4 separate regions of the Mus musculus genome follow, and regions 2, 3 and 4 are each linked to region 1. Evidence: chromatin contacts called from public Hi-C, HiChIP or PLAC-seq and capture Hi-C data. All regions are on one chromosome and are shown on one strand. Each heading gives the region's core, a stretch centred on a gene start, on an enhancer-like site or on the middle of the called end of the contact. The rest is flanking DNA. Distances are from core to core; before and after follow the strand shown.

What was found. Hi-C and Micro-C count contacts between places; a contact is called where the count stands out from the background. HiChIP or PLAC-seq counts read pairs in DNA pulled down with a chosen protein or histone mark. Capture Hi-C pulls out chosen DNA fragments and counts their contacts.
Region 2: a Hi-C map of uterus shows a contact between it and region 1, with 5 times the contacts expected there. The contact joins the enhancer-like site here to the promoter of Baz2b in region 1. A contact is called at or near these places in 7 of 484 Hi-C or Micro-C datasets (the N1E-115 cell line, cerebellum, cerebral cortex and 2 more) and 10 of 115 datasets of contacts at active chromatin or transcription factors (the 230-238 cell line, astrocytes, craniofacial prominence and 6 more).
Region 3: a contact with region 1 is called in an H3K4me3 HiChIP or PLAC-seq map of embryonic limb bud, with 3 times the contacts expected there. The contact joins the enhancer-like site here to the promoter of Baz2b in region 1. A contact is called at or near these places in 1 of 39 promoter capture datasets (embryonic stem cells), 4 of 484 Hi-C or Micro-C datasets (cerebral cortex, cortical neurons, embryonic stem cells and 1 more) and 16 of 115 datasets of contacts at active chromatin or transcription factors (the 230-238 cell line, the NIH/3T3 cell line, the SCID.adh cell line and 9 more).
Region 4: a contact with region 1 is called in a capture Hi-C map of embryonic stem cells, with 3 times the contacts expected there. The contact joins the promoter of Tanc1 here to the promoter of Baz2b in region 1. A contact is called at or near these places in 2 of 39 promoter capture datasets (the C10 cell line and liver), 6 of 484 Hi-C or Micro-C datasets (cardiomyocytes, embryonic fibroblasts, embryonic stem cells and 2 more), 9 of 115 datasets of contacts at active chromatin or transcription factors (the 230-238 cell line, astrocytes, cardiomyocytes and 3 more) and 1 of 9 other capture datasets (embryonic stem cells).

Annotation. Positions count from the first base shown.
Region 1 is chr2:60,124,385-60,127,110 of GRCm38.p6, reverse strand. Baz2b (bromodomain adjacent to zinc finger domain, 2B) reads left to right here and starts at 1,371. Exons shown (of 36, transcript NM_001001182.3): 1 at 1,371-1,648.
Region 2 is chr2:59,524,116-59,526,841 of GRCm38.p6, reverse strand. No RefSeq gene overlaps it. Among named protein-coding and RNA genes, the nearest start is that of Gm39831, 13 kb to the right of the region's middle. Within about 2 kb of position 1,396, at least 11 of the 459 cell types and tissues checked have an H3K27ac peak or open chromatin away from gene starts, as enhancers often do. A contact at or near this core is called in uterus, where this site is marked.
Region 3 is chr2:59,555,720-59,558,445 of GRCm38.p6, reverse strand. No RefSeq gene overlaps it. Among named protein-coding and RNA genes, the nearest start is that of Gm39831, 45 kb to the right of the region's middle. Within about 2 kb of position 1,400, at least 1 of the 459 cell types and tissues checked has an H3K27ac peak or open chromatin away from gene starts, as enhancers often do. A contact at or near this core is called in embryonic limb bud, where this site is marked.
Region 4 is chr2:59,610,698-59,613,423 of GRCm38.p6, reverse strand. Tanc1 (tetratricopeptide repeat, ankyrin repeat and coiled-coil containing 1) reads right to left here and starts at 1,382. Exons shown (of 27, transcript NM_198294.3): 1 at 1,228-1,382.

The sequences.
Region 1 (2,726 bases), core at 122-2,621:
CGTCTTTTCAGATGCCCCTATTAGACAGCAGCATCGCCGCCCTTCCCCCACGCTCCTGCCTCGCAATCATTGTACTTGCACTTATTATGTTACAAATGACCGAGGTAAGGCTGACATTCTCAGAGCATGCAAAAAGACCTAGTCTGCCAGCTTTTTTTTCCTTCCTAATGAAGCAGCTTTGTGAAATCTCCCCATGTGTTAATACTAATGAAGATCCTCCAGCACAATTAAAATCACAGCCAGTGGCTGAGGAGGAAACATAAAACAATAGCATCTTTTAGGATACATCTAGCCACATATGCACGCATAAAATAATACATGGGCAAATCATTCTCTGAGAACTACATTTTTACTTGGTCTTCATTCTGAAAACTAAATTATCTAATTTGTAATTACACAAACTTCAAGAGTTTATTGTGTTCTTAATAAACACCTTAATATATATATATTTTAAATGACCTTTTTGTCTTCGTGGGTAATAACGTGTACCTAGGTTAAGGGGTTTTTTTTTTTTTTTTAACTCGTTTTTAGGAGACTGCGGGTACACTGTTGGAGGGAACGGGGTGTTCTTTGCCTTTAGTTTAACTTGATTGGTTGAAGGGAATTGGGGAGTGGAAGGTTAAAAATTGAGACAGCCAGCTGACATTCTGGGGCTCTGATGGAGCACAGCACGTTTAGTTGGTAATGGGCTATTAGTCTTTTAAAGTGTTTAGTTCTTACAGTTTAACTAGCTTTTTTTTTTTTCTTAACCGAAACTAGAAAAAAAAATGAGATTACGGCTTACAGATTATACAAATAACTGTAAAAGAACTTAGTGTTTATTCATTTGAATATTATTGATTCACACCATGAACATCACAAGCATTTAAATTCGTCCATGGAAAAGCATTAGTAGTTTACCTTGAGATCGCCTTGCGCCCTGCTTTTTAAAGCCCTAGCATGCACAAATTCTTGGCATATTAATTTAGCGTGTAGACTCCAACACAATTCCTAGTTTACAAACATAAAAGTTGGTGGAGATGGCTTATCTGTGTTCCCTAACAGTCCGTTTAAGTTTTTTTTTTTTTAAATTAAGTATTCAGTTCTGTCCCCCCCTCCCCGCCCCCCGAAAAGCAAAACAAAACATGTAAGTTTCTTAACTTTTTCTTGGGACGAGGAGCGGTGCAAACTCAAAGATACAGTATTCTTGGAATGAAGAAGCAGCCCCCTCCCTTGGCTCCTTTTAGAGCTGATAGGTCATTTATTATTGGAACTGAAATGGTATAAACAATTCTCTCGCTCTTTTTTCCCTTGTTAACAGCAACTTTCATTGTTAGAGAGAGGAGAGAGAGAGAAGCCTTGTTGGTTGACGTCACTTGGTTCATGAAGCCTTCGCCTAGAAGTGAAGCTGCTGAACAAACCTTGAGAAGAATCATCTCCTGCTTCAATCTGCTGCTGGATAGGAACTAATCAGAGAGCGAGCGGCGGAAGACGGGGACGGAGGGAGCCAGGGCTTTCGCGATCACGGATCTCACCTCCACTCCAACTCCCTAGACTTTCTGGCAGGAATTAGAAGAGAAATAAGGAGGCGGTGGGGATTCCGAAAAGCTTAACCCGCACCCGGGAAGGGCGAAAATCCCTTCCCCCGCAACTCAGTTCGAAAGTGAAGGTGAGTTTGAGAGCCGGGGTGCGGGGGTGCGGGCGAGGTGGGTTCCGGGCGGAGAGCGGCGGCTGCGGGCTGGAGCCCTCCCGAGGCGCCCGCCGCTGTTTACCCGCGCCGCCCGGTGTGGCTCTTTGTTGTGCGGCTGCGACGCAGCGGTGGCTCTGGGGTCCCGACTAGAGTCCCGGGCGGAGGGCGCGGGGCGCGGGGCCCTGGTACCGGGCGGGGTGTGTGTGTGGGGGGTGCGGGCTCCGCGGAACGGAAACTTTGCTGGGAGTGCGGGCGCGGGCGGGCGGGCGAGCGAGCGGCCGGGCGGGCCTCGTCCCTCCATTGTGCCCGCCGCCCTCGCCGCCGGCCTCGCGGCGTCCTCCAGCCCGGCCCGCTGCGGCGCCCCGCGGGGCAGCTCCCGAGGCGCCGGGCCCTGGCCGCCCCCGCCTCCGCCCGGGGCCCGCAGCCTCGCTCCCGCCGAACCGCGCCAGGCCGCTGGGGCTCCGGAGCCGGGTGGGGGTGGGGCCGCGGCCCCGGGCGGCGGGTACCGGGCGGCTCGGCTCCGGGAGGGCTCCGGGCGTCCTGGGGCCGCGGCGGCCTGGCGGGCTGGGCTCCGGGTCCTCGGGCTCCGCGTCCTCCCTCCCCCGCGACGCCCCGCTCCCCTCCCCTAAAGTAGTTCCGCGAACCCCAGAATTGGGATCGGGAAAGGCTAGGAAGTGTGCCGGGACTCGGAGCCGGCCCCGCGGGGTGGGGGCTGGCTCCTCTTCCCCTCTCCTCCGTGTTTATCTTTTGTGTGTTGTTTCCTTGTGAAGCGAGAAGCAGCTGCAGTCCGTGGCCGAGTTGTTGAAATTTATCCCTTTGTGTATATTACAATATCCTCCATTTTTCCCCCTGCCCTCTAAACAACAAGCGTTTCGCCATCTTGGGCAATTTTTATTCCCAAGTCTGTCTGTCTCTTTTAATTTTTAAGGAAGGGAAAGGAGCCATAGAAATGAAAAAAAGTGTGCCTGGATAAGGCTCAAAGTTAGGAACGGTTCAGGGGGCCATGTGACGTCATGTAAACTTTTATCAAGAAAATTTCCCCAAAGTGGTTTTTTGT
Region 2 (2,726 bases), core at 147-2,646, 600 kb after region 1:
GCCTGGAGCCTTAGAAGAGCTGGCCAGGCTTAAACCTGCTGGGGTCGGGGCACTGAACTCCAGGATTGGCTAGGCTGAGAAAACCTGGCAGGGTCTGATTATGTTTGACGGAATCACCTCTGTTTTTGGTCTTGGAAGTCTCTGAATGAACTAGCTCACACAAGGTAGTTGTCATGTGACTGATTTAAGATCCTGAGATGCATGGATACCTGATTATGCAGGTCGGCCAAGGTTAGCCACAGAGATTCTTATTACAGGGATGGCAAGAGCCAGAGTCCAGAAAAGGACATTCATGGTCAGAAGCTGAAGTCAGAGAGGTTTGTTTTGATGATGATGATGTGTGTGTGTGTGAGTGAGAGAGAGAGAGAGAATGTGTGTGTGTGTGTGTGTGTGTGTGTGTGTCTGTGTGTCTGTGTGTGGTACTAAGAATGTTCTAGAAGTACACACCTGGTTTGAGGTGTAGTAGAAGTCTTCCTTCTCAGGAGGCCTGGCAGGTCTCGGCATGTTACCTGAGGAATCTTGTTTTGTTTTTTGTTTTTGTTTGTTTGTTTTTGTTTTACTAGACAGGGTTTCTCTGTGTAGCCCTGGCTGTCCTGGAACTCACTCTGTAGACCAGGCTGGCCTCCAACTCAAAAATCCGCCTGCCTCTGTCTCTCAAGTGCTGGGATTAAAGGCGTGAGCCACCACCGCCCGACCTGAGGAATGTTGTAGCCACAGCAAACTAAATTTGAAGTTTCCAAGGAGACAGTGAAGGAGGCCCAGAAATTTTCTTCATCTGCTCTCAGCAACCTGCAGCCATGGCCCAGGACTTCATGATAGAAATGAGTGCGTGCAGGAAAAGAATCCAAAGGAGCGACAGGAGTTCTGCATCATTCCTGGTTTTCTCAGGTAGTGAGTGTGGCCCCTTTGGGTGGAAAATTAGATGCCACTTCAGGTGCATTCACCGGAGGCTTTCAAGGGTTTCTCTCACCTTACCAACACCTGCATGATCCAATGCCATCTCAGATCTTGCAAAAGTAAAAACTGGACTAGCAAAGTAAAAACTAGAGAAAATTAAAAGGGTGAAATTGATAACCAACACCTCTTTCACTGGGGCAGATCACAGCATCCACAGGTCAGGGACTCCGACGGCCATTTCAATATTACCTGAGAAGTTCTACTACAGGCCCCACAGTCTCTTGTCTTCCCGCAGAACATACATAAATATTTAGCTGCAAACTTCAGGACAGAATAAAGCCAGACCTCCAATTTATTTGAAAGGAAAATTTTATAGCAGATACTTAGGTCGTTAAAGAGAAAAAGCAGCTGAACTGGTTGTAAAACTGAAGATTAACTAAGAGTCAACATGAATTCTCTCAGATCCTGGGTAGGAAAACCAGTCATCACTCAGAATTAGATCTGTGGAGCGGGGGGGACCAGCTCCCTGAAAAGCTCTGTTTTCTCTCAGGAATACTTAGCTTGGCATAAGGAAAATGAAAACAAATTAAAACAAAACAAAACAAAACTCATTTCTGGCTTCATTTTCTCTGGAGAGTTAAAAAAGACACTTGTGTTGAATGCAGGTTTTCTCTGCAACCTCATTCTGGCTGTCAAGTGAGAAAGCCCAGTGTAGGCTCTCCAGCAGCTCCGGTCTGTCCACACGTCTCTGAAAACAAGACCTCCCATACACAGCTAGTCTCCTTTCGTCAGATGAACGTTTGGAAAGAAATTTTACTTATAGTATGTCCTACAGGAAATGGTGGGGTACACGTGGTACCCCCTACTTTTGCTGCAGTTGGATGTGAAAGGGCTAATGTGTGTTTCCCAGCACATTTTACAAAACTTTAGTACATTAAGAAGACCTGGCTACTAAGGTCGAATTCTACCATGCCTAGATAGTTCTTCTGAGATCCATGCAAAATGGAGGACTCTCATTTGCAGTGGGAGTTCCTCCTCTCCTTCTGATCTGGGGAGCCCGGTCCCAATCTCCTACTTAAGCAATGTCACCTAGTCCTTGGCAAACCTGAAAGTTCAACTTCCTCTATCCTGGTAAGAACCCACCCGCCCGGCATCACCTGGGATTTCTGGAATGCCTCTCCATACGAGGCATTGACAGTTCTTTAAATTCCAGCCAGTGATTTTGTTTGCCCTGAAAACTCCTCCCTACTCACCAAAGTTTATATATAACCCTTTTCCACCCTCCAAAAAGTATCTGCACGCAAGCTGTTTCACTGAAGATGGTCTAAGAAAGTTGTTTGATTGAGTATCGCCTAAGAGAGCTAAAATCCTTGGTGAAGACGCCCATCCCCAACTCCGCCTCATCCTTGCAGCGTGGTGTGCAATGGCGGCATCTGGACAACCCTGAGGGAGGAAACATAGGACTCAGAACCACAGCTGGTCCCCAAACTTGTTCCAGAAAGAAGCACAAACTCAGTGTAAGCAAGACTATCAGGCTATGAGACCATCTGTAAATGGAATACTTCATGCTGCATACCCACTACTGAAAGGTTCTGTGACTTCACACAAAACTTCGGTATCGGACTGACCAATCCTCACCTCGTCCTCTGACCACTGCATTCTGTGTGACCTTAGCAACAAATTGTGCCCTCCTCGTTCCATACGGCCATGCATCTCTATCTCGATAGCGCAAGGCCACCACGCAGAGTCCATCTCTAGGACTCTCAAACCAGTCTTTTTACACCATGCCCAGCTCTGTGCCAGATCTTAGATCCTGCTCTCCCTCCCAA
Region 3 (2,726 bases), core at 151-2,650, 570 kb after region 1:
CCCTTGTCTCTCTGTCCCTCCATCCCTCCATCACTCTGCCCCTCTCCCTCTCTCCCTTTCTTCCTCTTCCTCTCCATCCCCCTTTGTCTCTTTTGGTTTTTTTTTTTTTTTGAGACAAGTTTTCTCTGTATATTCCCGTGTGCCCTGAAACTCACTCTGTAGATCAGGCTGGCCTCAAACTCAGAGATCTCCTCGTGTCTGTCTATGTTTGCTGCGATTAAAGGTGTGCACCACCACGCCATACTCCCTCCCTGTCTCCATTAAAAGAGCTTGATATAGCTTAGGCTGTCCCCAAACTTGTTGTGTAGCTGAGGATGACGTTGTATTCCTGACCCTTCTGCATCCACCTCTGACATGCTAGGTCCACACGCTTGCACCATCACACCTAGCTCACGTAGTGCCAGAGGTTTGAACCCAGGGCTTTGTGGAAGCCCGGCCATCTTCTCTACCATATAAATTTCATTCCCTGCTTGGGAATTATACTATGTCTGAAGTCTGTACAACCAACAGCTTTCTTTAAGGGGTGTGTTCCTGCCCAGGTGATCAACAGGCCCATTTGGACTCACTCTTTACAGGAGGGGACATGATGTGTCTGGTACAACTCTCTTCTCTCCTGGGAAGCCCCAGGCTAGATAGTGATCTTGTAAGGTTCAGAAAGTTATCTATTAAGACCTTTAGGGCTACTAGAATGTCATGTCTTCACCTAGGATCAGAGCTAAGACCTGAACCCCCTCTTATTCCTGGTTTTACGAGCTTTTGATGATGAGGGAGGGGGTCCATCCCCAGTGACCTTCAAACCTGCTAGTACCTACCTAGGCATCTAACCAAATGGACCTCATAAATAAAAAATCATAGATGTAAAGCAGTAATGCTATTGTCTCAGTGCTGGTCGACGTGCAGTGAGATCTTGGCTAGTAGATTGAATTGCCACTAGATCAGCTATGTCACTCTTATTCCATAGATTAGGAAACAGATTTATCTACCCAATGTCCCAATACCTAGATGAAAGTCTTACTCTAAATCCTTCAACACTTTAAATAAAAGATGACAAAATTTTATAAATATTAAAATGATAGTAAAATTGACATCACGTTTATATGCAGCCTGATGAATTACACATGTATTGAACCACATGATCACAACCACAATCTATTCACAGAATTATTCCGTCGCCCTAACACTCTACCAGATGGTCTGCTTTGTGTTCACGCCCTGTCCCTACACACCTACCAGCCGATACTTTTGACTTTTAGGAATATTAAACATATTGAATTGCAGAGCGTGTAATCTTTAAACAGGTGTTTAAGTAATAGACTCGGAGAGTTATGAAAGTAATACAGAGCTCGCAGCACACTGCCCCAGGTGCCCCAGTGAAGCCAGGAAGTGAACAGCGGTATAAGCCACAGATCTCACCTAGAGTTCACCAGCATAACAGGCACTCACTGCCTGTTATGAGTGAGTGTGAAGTTGTATATACCTGGGTCACAGTGAGATTTCATCCACCATCGTGATCTAGAGATAGAATTGTCCTGTTAACACAGACTCCTTATTCTGCTCCTATGTGGTTGCATTGTGTGGAGTTTAACACTGGCAAGCCTTTCTCTGTGTGTCCTAAGCCTCTTTAAATATGAATTACACTTATTTTTTATTTATGTGTGCATGTGCAGAGGTGCTCATCATGAACTGGAGGACAGAGGGCAGCCTTTGGGAGTCTGTTCTCTCTTACCAGGTAGGTCAGGGATTAAACTCAGATCAGCAGGCTTGGCAGCAAGCGCTATACCCGTCGAGCTAGCTTAATCAGCCCCAAAGCTGTCTCTTAAATTTTTAAAAAACTGTGTGTGTGTGTGTGTGTGTGTGTGTGTGTGTGTGTGTGTGTGTGTGTGTGTTATCTGTATGAACAGGTTTGTGAGTACCACTGCACTTGTGGTGTGTCAGAGCTCAGAGGACAACTTTGTGGAGTCTGCTCTCTCTACCCACCTTTACATGAATTCCGGGATGAAACGTAAGCTGTCATGCTTACATTGCAAGGACTTTACCCACTGAATCATCTCAGCGGCCTAGGTTTCTCTGTGTAGTCTTGGCTGTCCTAGAACTCACTCTGGGACCAGGCTGGCCTCGAACTTACAGAGATCCACCTGCCTCTGCCTCCCAAATGGTTGGATTAAAGGTGTGCATTACCACCACCACCTGGCTTATTATATACTGATATAATCATATATAGAAAACTCAACAAAAGATACATTTCATTTTTTTTTTGCTATCACTTTTTATTTTGTTGAATGAAAATGACCCTACCCCATATGGAGGGACTAGTTAAAACTGCTGCATCACTGGGGTTAAGTGTGCTACGAGGCTTAGGAGATATTTGGGCATCTTCAGACACCAGGAAGTAAACTGTAGCCTGTTTCTTTTCTTCTTCTTCTTCTTCTTCTTCTTCTTCTTCTTCTTCTTCTTCTTCTTCTTCTTCTTCTTCTTCTTCTTCTTCTTCTTCTTTTTCTTTTTTCTTTTCTTTTTTCTTTTTCTTTTTTTCTCTTTCTCTCTTTCTTTCTTTCTTTCTTTCTTTCTTTCTTTTTCTTTTTCTTTTTTTTGGCTTTTCGAGACATGGTTTCTCTGTATAGCCCTGGCTGTCCTGGAACTCACTCTGTAGACCAGGCTGGCCCCAAACTCAGAAATCCGCCTGCCTCTGCCTCCCAAGTGCTGGGATCAAAGGCGTGCGCCCCCACTGC
Region 4 (2,726 bases), core at 133-2,632, 510 kb after region 1:
ACCAGGAGCTAGCGGCGTCTGAACTCCTTTACAGGTTAAGACTCAGCCTGCCTTTACCTTTTAACCCGCCAGGACGCTACTCCGGGGGTCAAGTTCAAGATGAAGGTGCTCTCCTCACCACCCTGAGTTCACTCTGCAGGAAGCTGTATTACTCAGACCGGTCCCACTACTCCAGGCACAAGAATCTGGGGCTGCCAAGCCGGAGCCGAGGCAGCCTGAAGAAGACTGTCACAGCTCGGCGTCCTCCTCCCTCGGCCGCGGCACCGCGTTTCTTCTACCTGGCCATGGCCGCATTTCCTCCGGGAGCCTTTACACAATAAGTCAAGTAAGTTTTGGGAACTCCAGTCCAGAGATCTTGCTGACTGAAAACACGCTACACAATGCCCAGGGCTTCCTTCCCCGCCAGCCGTTCCGGAAAGCGGCCGCGCCGAACCCAAGGGCCCCCCCCCACACACACACACACACCCAAAAGTCCTCCAGGAAGAACCTGAATCCCCATAATGCCTCCAAAGTAACTACTCGTCGCCCAAGGACAAGGGGACTCGCAAACTTGACACGACCCTTCATTTAGCTGGCACTACTAAAAGGAAGAGAAAAAAAAAAAATCCTCAAGGTCTAATCCCAAATCATCACCCTATCACCAACACCACCAGGGAAAGAAATTGGCTTGCATCTGCGAGCCGCAGCCTGCAGGAGCGAATCACACACTTTCAGCTCACGGTGGGCGATACGATTCCCCACCCCACCCCCACCCCCGCTGAAGTTCTCCCGGGAACTTGGCGACCCGCGCGCGGCGACACTCAAGACCCCGCGGTGCCAGGCGCCCCGCCTGCACGTCCCCCTACTCCCCCCACCCAGGTGCCCGGCGCAGCCCAGGCCCTGTCTAGCCAAGGGACCGAAGAGGCGGGCAAGGGCCGGCTGGGAAAGTCCTGAGCGCCGCGTGATCCCAATGTCCCCCTAGCCCGGCTCTGCTGCAACCCGTTCCTCCGGGAGCGCAGGAAACGGCCTGCACCGACTCCCCGGCAGCGCCTAGCCCCAGGCCGGGAGCTCCGGCGTGCCTGCGCCTATTCCGGGAAAGCTCCCGCTGGGCCCGGCGGAGGAGGGGGCGTCCCGAAACTTTCCCACCAGCCTGGCTCTCGTTTCCCAGGCTGCTCTCCGGGACCCTTCCTTCCCCGCCCGCTGCGGACTCCCGGGGGCCGGCAGCGGCGCCCCGGCAGCGAGAGTTACCTGCCAGGAAAGTTTCCAGCTTTCGGCGCGGTTCCCACCCCGGGGGCCGAGCCTCAGGGCGCAGAGGGCTGGGCGCTTGGCGGCTGCGGCTCCTGCGGCTCCCGAGCCGGGCTCCCGCAGCTGCCACCGCGGAGGCAGCGCTCCGGCCCGTCCCCGCGCCTCGCTCGGCCCACACCGGGACCTCATTGGCAGCGCGAGTCCCCGCCCTTGCGCGTGTTCCGGAAGGCACCTTCCCTGTGCGCGCCCGCCGGGGCTGTGCCTCCCGCGCCCCTCCCGACCGGAGCTGCCCCGGCTCTGGGACCCGCTGGGGCGCCGCACGCCAACTTTCCTCCCGGCGCCTTCGCCCCCTCCTCACCCAGCATGTCCTCTGCGGGAAGCTAAGCTTTCCGGGAGAAGGTTGCTCCCCTGGGGCCTCGCCTGGACCCCAGTGGGACAGGATCAGAAGTGTGATTAGCCCTCTCCTCCTTTTTTTAGCCGTTTTAGAATCAGTAAAGTGGCTCGGCCTTCGGTCTGCGCTGCTCTCTGAAAGCATCCGAGGAGGACATATGGGAGCAATTAGCCAAGCTGAAGTTTCCGCGGATGCCTTAGGGTGGCTTTGTTGGCTTTTCTTCCCCTCGCTTAACTAAACACAAACAAATACACTTTCTTGTTCCAAAATGAGCTGAGAAAGATGGAAAGTGCATCTCGCCCATTGCACCTTTTTCTTTCTGGAAAGTTAAGTTGGGGTTGTTCCGGGGATCAGTGACTGCCCAGAGTCAGGGGCAGTCCTCCCTCCTCGAACTCTGTGGCTAGCAGTACTGTCTGGGCTAAGTACACTGGCCAGCGGCTAGCTTCCTTGTCAGGAGGAGGAGTCCTGGAGGAAGAACAGACAAAGATGCTATTATTAAGTAGGCTGGTGGCAGTAAATTAAACTCCCTAGTTCCCAAAATGTTTTGTTATTCCCAATAGAACAGAAGTTTGAAAATGGCCTAGGGAACTGGGAGACCTGGGTCCTCCACAACCTCCCAGGAATCCAGGCAGCCAATTTATATGTAGAAGGCTCAGCCCTCTCTATTCCCAAAAGCCCTTTGGGCCCCCTTTCTTTGCAGAAGGATCAACTAGAAATTCCAACAGGAATTGCACACAGGCCGCCCATCCGTGTAAGGAGAGTGAAGAATACAGAAGTTGCTATAAATGGGTTTATTGCCAACCCCTAACCTTTGCTGTGGCAAACCTGCCTTTAAAGACAACTGTGTTTTAAACAACTTTCCCTATAAAAACTTCAACCTCACATAGAGCTTCCCAATATAAAGATAGCTGCAAGAATGGTGTTTGCATTTAAAGTTCCTGTGAAAAGTGACAGGAAGCAAAAGGCTGCTCAATCTATCTCTCCATAATAAATAAAAGATGGTTCGAATGTGTTGGGTATTTTTCACTCGTATAGTCAAAGACCTGATTATCACTATATTTATAAGTATGCAGCGAACATATCCCAGCCTTTACTCAAGCAAATCATGACA